Regions from separate parts of the Mus musculus genome. Here region 1 is linked to region 2. Evidence: chromatin contacts called from public HiChIP or PLAC-seq data. All regions are on one chromosome and are shown on one strand. Each heading gives the region's core, a stretch centred on a gene start, on an enhancer-like site or on the middle of the called end of the contact. The rest is flanking DNA. Distances are from core to core; before and after follow the strand shown. Region 1 has its middle 17 kb from the start of Gm40574. Region 2 has its middle 12 kb from the start of Dlk1.

Region 1 (2,711 bases), core at 170-2,669, 600 kb before region 2:
AGAAGAACCTTATAAAGAGGAAGGGGTAGTGTGGCCTTTGACCCAAACATCTTCCACTCCTTTGTAACAATAATAGTTTAAGCAGCAGCTCCCTGGAAAGGGTGTGTGTGTGTGTGTGTGTGTGTGTGTGTGTGTGTGTGTGTGTGTGTGTGTGTAGGCCCTTGATTTGAATGTGTATGTGTGTGTGTAGGTATGTAACTCAGTATACATATTCTAGCAATATATGTATACATGCATGTATGCATGTCTGTGTAAATGTATACACCATATGGAAAGATATTGGTCTCCATCTCCAATGGTTTATGGTGTGAAATTTGGAGAATTCAGAATGTAAGGGTTTTTTTTGTTTTTGTTTTTTGTTTTTTTGTTTGTTTTACTTTGACAGAGCATGTCAGGTTGGACAAGGTACTATGACATGCCAAGAGTGCCTGCACTGGTGAACTGCATCTCCAGTGGGGTGCACTGAACCTGTGATCAGCTTCTAGGGGTAATGTCAGATACGCTCTACATACGGGATTATCATTCCAACACCACAATAACAGCTGCTAATGTGACCTCTGATGTGGTCTCTTGCCGGGTGAATTGACCTCTGAAGCCAGTGCCCCCATCCCCTCTGTGGTTTGATCGCCGTGATCATTAGCTTTTCCCCACTGTGACAGGGTGTCTGTCGGAACAACTTGAGTAAGGACGTATTGCTTTGCATGGCAGCCTCAGAGGGATCAGTCCATCATGGAGGAAACAGCATGTCAGACCTGGCTTTTCCCTCTTTTATCTCTGGGTCCCCACAGTCAGGGTGGGTATCTCTCCTCAATCCTCAGGAAAAGCTGTCACAGCCATGGCCATACCCACGCCTCTGTCACCCAGGTCTTTCTAGGTTCCTGGCAGTCAAAGCCCCACCCCACCCCCCGCATCTCATCAAGTTCAGCAATGCACTGCCAAACCCAAAGGTGACACATTCCTGGAGTATGCCACACGTTCCTGGAATAGGTGACACACTCCTCAGACAGCTCTGAGTGTAGGGACATTTTCTCTTCCCTTATCCCTCCTCCTAGAATAGAAGACTCTCCACCATCCTCACTTGAGTCCTAAAAGCCAATAGACAGTGGAGAAAGAGATACAGAGCAAAGGCAGAGAGCTCTGGCCACAGCCTTAGTGTCTTGAGTCCTGTCCTGTCTGCAGAGAGAATGGAGTGACTTTCCAGTCTCACTGAGAAGGTGATTGCCTGGCTTGCAGTAGGACTCTGCAGTGGCCCTGTGCCACCCTGGGAATGGCACTGTGCGTCAGCACTGCAGACAGGCACATGAGTTAGGTGTTTCTCAGCTAGTTCCCTAACAAACTCTCCGAGTCCACAGCCAGCCTTAGTGACACGCTGCCTTAGCCACCCAGTATAAGATGACCAGGACTGTGGCCTTTGTCTTGTGGCAAGGAAGCTTTGGACAGGAAACCACATGTAGGGTTTAGTGGCAGACCATGAGTGCCCTGAGTCACTGTGTGCCAAGGGCTGTTTGATACTTGAGGGCAGGGTAAGATGGGATAGCTCCACCTGTCCTCCCTCCCTCCCTCCCTCCCTCCCTCCCTCCCTCCCTCCCTCCCTCCCTCCCTCCCTCCCTCTGTCCCTGTATTCTCATTCTCTCTCTCTCTCTTTCCCCCATTTTCTCTTTCTTTCTTCCCTAGCAAGAGTTTAATCTTGTGTCCTGTCCTCCTATCTCATCAGATCTTTACAGACTACAGGCCTGAAATGAGATGTGGATAAGCTCCGTTTATAGGACAGGCAGATAGGGTACAGAGTGACATCACTCTGCCCGTGGACATAAGCTATTTTCTTCCAGAAGAGTTCTGCCTTCCTTTCATCTCTGTTTTGAAATAGAAGGTCCTCGCAGAACGTTCATGGGTTTGTGTGGCTTCCTGAATGCCCATTGACCCTTTACCCAGCCCTCGTTGAGACTGACACTCTGCAGGCTTCCTGTGCTCCCCCTTGCCCCCCAACTTCCCGCCAAGGTAAGCCACAAGCTCCTCTTCAACGCAGACCTGGTGTGCACGAGCTTCCCACCCGTGGAATTTCACCACGGGCCCACGCTCCTGTCTTGCCTCTCCTGTTCTAACACCCACACGTGGGAGGTCTTCCCACATTCCTGCATGCTGATTTACAATTGTTCTCACTGCGACGATGCTGCAGTCTGCTGTGTGCTGGGAATGTGGCTGAGCGGGTCTACTGAACATGAGCAGTTAACGGTTCCAAGCTTGGGTCCTTCCTGTGATCCCGTGAATGTTCTGGCCTGTGAGTCCTGTGGGGTGTCTGTGAGCAACCGTGCCAGAGAGCATCTTGGGGGGGGGGAACACAAACACCAGAGATTATTCAGCTTCAGATGAGCCAGCTCGAGGTACCACGGGCTCCCACCTAAACTCTAGGCTGAGGCCAGCATCTTGGCCAATGTCTGAGATTTTACCCTATATATAAAAATTGTGTTTTAATTTTCTTCTTATCAAGAAATAAGGTCATTTGTTTTTGTAAAATTTACTATTATTGTTGTTATTATTAGTCTGTGTGTGTGTGTGTGTGTGTGTGTGTATGTGTGTGTGTGTGTGTGTGTGTGTGTGTGTGTGCACTAATTGCACCTGTATCACGGTGAGAGTATGGATGTCTGAAGACAACTTTGGGGAATCTGTTCTTGCCTTCACCTTGTTGAGGCAGGGGCTTTCTGGTTTCTACT
Region 2 (2,700 bases), core at 42-2,541:
ACAAACAAACAAACAAACAAACAAACCAAAAAAACCCAACGGGACTCCAGACACCCAGAGAGAGTGAAGGAGGCACTCCTCGTAGGTCCCCAATGTCGTAGGGACATCGATTAAGAAAATGAAAACATAGACGCTGTGTGATTGGGACTGTAGGGAGATGCAGAAAAGGAGAGGACCAACTGTGGCCACAGGGAAAAAAGCAAAAGATGGAGACAGGTAGCCAAGGGCTCCAGGATGCAGAGACTATGCACAGTTTAATGTCTAAGTGAGTGCGTGCGTGGGAGCCTAGGCCTTCACTTAACTGTAAGAGGGACCCAAGGGTGTTTGTGGGCTGAAGAGGCTGCAGGTGATGATCCAGCACCTACATGATTAATTGAATGAGGCAAATGCAGCCTGCTCCTCTGAGAGTTTCTGGCGAGTTAGGGAGACTAGGATTTGAACCGACACTTCCACGAGCTCTTTAATTGAGTCTGCAGCATTTGCAGGGGTGAGGAGGGGCTGGGGGTGGGGGGGAACGACACGGGCAGTGAGTCAATGTACCGTGAGCCCCTTCCATCTGTCCTCTGGTGCCACTGGCAAAGAGAACAGCCATGCTGCGGAGCCCAGCCTGTTGGATACTCTCTGCCACTGGCCTTGTAGTAGGCACACTTGGGCGTTAATTGTGCTTTTAACTTTCAAAGTGGTTTCGCATTGATTTTATTTACACAGAACCTGGCGTTTGTCACGCTCTGCCTCGGAGGCTAGTGAGCCACTTTGCGCACTGGGAAGTATCCAGAGCCTCTGAAAGATCTAGCTGGTGCCCGGTTCTCATCTGTATCCTGGACACACCGTTGGGGCCCAGAGAGCATTTGTTGATTTAGTGTGTAATGTGTGGGCGGAGAGCTAGGGAGAATACTCACTCTACAGGAAAGGTATATCTCTCTTGTTGTGACCATCAAAGGGGTCTTTTTGGGGCTACCAGAGAGTCTCATCTGGTAGCTACCCCTCAGTCCCTCCCATGCCAGACAGGACCCCCTTCTAGGGACTTCTCTACAGAGTCCTGTTCCTTATCCCTGGAGTGGATCTCAGTGCTAAGAAATGGGTGGCGGGTGGGTATGTGAATGTGTTTAACCCTGCCTTCACTTCAAGGTGGGGAGGGGTTCCATCTGGCCCCAGTCCAGACCTCTTTAGCACCCAGGGGTGCCGGGCCTGGTCCCAGGCTGGTGTTCAGTTCAGGCAGAACAGAGCTGGAGCAGCTGGGAGGGGCTGTTCTGTCCCCTTCCGTGGAGCTGGCAGGTTGCCTGCCAGCTGGGCTACACACAGGCCGTGGGCAGGGATTCCCCTGGGAGGAGCTGCGGCTTTCTGGTAGTTTGGGGTGCCTGTACTTCCTCGATGCCAGTATTTTTAACTTGGCCCAGTTTTTAATAAACTGTCTGTGTGGGGAGCAGTAACCGACAGTTAAGGGATTCAACTACAACACTACTCTGAGGAAAAAAAACCTCATGACTGGTTCTGAGGCCAGGGAAGGCCTGTGCTTCCTGTGGCCACTGAAGTTGCAGAGTTGGGACAGATGGGTGGCAGGGCCAGGGAGCCAGGAACTTCGTGGCCCCTGGCAGCTGTATTAGAGACTTCTATGCTTTTCTGTAGCCCAACTTCATCCCAGACCCCGCTGCATGCCCTCCAGAGGGTCCCCTCCATATGTACTTGGCTCTGCCACACATTGGGGATCTTGCAGGGACTGTCCTGTCTCTACCTATGCCCCTAAATACCACCTGCTTGCTCATGCCTTCCATCTCCTAGTCCCATAAGACCCTTGTTCTTCCCCAATGCTTCCTTCACCAAGGACCTTGGGCAGACAGTCTGTTTGTCTATCCATCCCTATCCTCCTGTCTGGGCTGACTATGAGAAGAAGCAATGCCTCTATTCTCCCCTCATCTAAGAAGAGTGTGTGTGGGGGGGGCACAACTCTTTATTGACAGATCTTCTACCATCATGGCCAGGTCTAGACAGGATCTGTCACCTCCCTGTCCTTATCCTGCCAAGGCTACAGACACAATCCTGGCTGTTCCTTAGGGAAAATGAGACTCTCTCTTTCACTGGGGAGGTTCCTAGAGTAAAGCTACAGATTGGCCCAGAGAGCAACAGTGGGTGTTTAAATACTGCTCTTCCTCAGGCAGGATTGGGTTGCCGAGAAACTGAAGGAGGTGGTCACCCTTTCCATGTGATCTGAAGGGTGCCACAACTGTCTGCCTCCCACTCCAAGGACTCCATAGCCACTTGACTTCCCATTTGTAGTCAGGCACCCCAGTACTCAGTTTCGAGGACTTTGATTGAACAGTTGTCACATATTCATTCCATGGATCTCTGAAAGAGGAGGCTAAGGCACTATATGCCCATAGCCCCTCGAAAGGGTTGGGGGAGGGTGGGCCACAGGGAGAGCCTGAAACAGAAGGACAAGGGAGTATGTTACCACTACCTGCCCAAATTGTCCTTATTACAACCATGGAATGTAGCCATTGAGCCTCAGGGTGACAGAGCCTCTCTCAAGGGTGGGGGCAGCCAGGCCACCTGCTTGGGATGTCCTGACCATGATTGGCTAGTGGGTTGCTTGTGGGTACCCTGGAGCCCCAAATTATCTCGGAGCTTCTCTGCTCCTGTCTGCTCCTTAGTTCTGCTTATGATAGAGAAGACTGTCCGGAACAAAGCCTTGGCCGTGTTCCC

Evidence for each region. HiChIP or PLAC-seq counts read pairs in DNA pulled down with a chosen protein or histone mark.
Region 1: an HNF4G HiChIP or PLAC-seq map of pancreatic cancer cells shows a contact between it and region 2. The contact joins two enhancer-like sites. A contact is called at or near these places in 1 of 39 promoter capture datasets (the 3T3-L1 cell line), 1 of 15 datasets of contacts at CTCF or cohesin (pro-B cells) and 2 of 115 datasets of contacts at active chromatin or transcription factors (large pre-B cells and pancreatic cancer cells).

The regions. Positions count from the first base shown.
Region 1 is chr12:110,040,244-110,042,954 of GRCm38.p6, reverse strand. No RefSeq gene overlaps it. Among named protein-coding and RNA genes, the nearest start is that of Gm40574, 17 kb to the right of the region's middle. Within about 2 kb of position 1,419, at least 37 of the 459 cell types and tissues checked have an H3K27ac peak or open chromatin away from gene starts, as enhancers often do. A contact at or near this core is called in pancreatic cancer cells, where this site is marked.
Region 2 is chr12:109,440,187-109,442,886 of GRCm38.p6, reverse strand. No RefSeq gene overlaps it. Among named protein-coding and RNA genes, the nearest start is that of Dlk1, 12 kb to the left of the region's middle. Within about 2 kb of position 1,291, at least 68 of the 459 cell types and tissues checked have an H3K27ac peak or open chromatin away from gene starts, as enhancers often do. A contact at or near this core is called in pancreatic cancer cells, where this site is marked.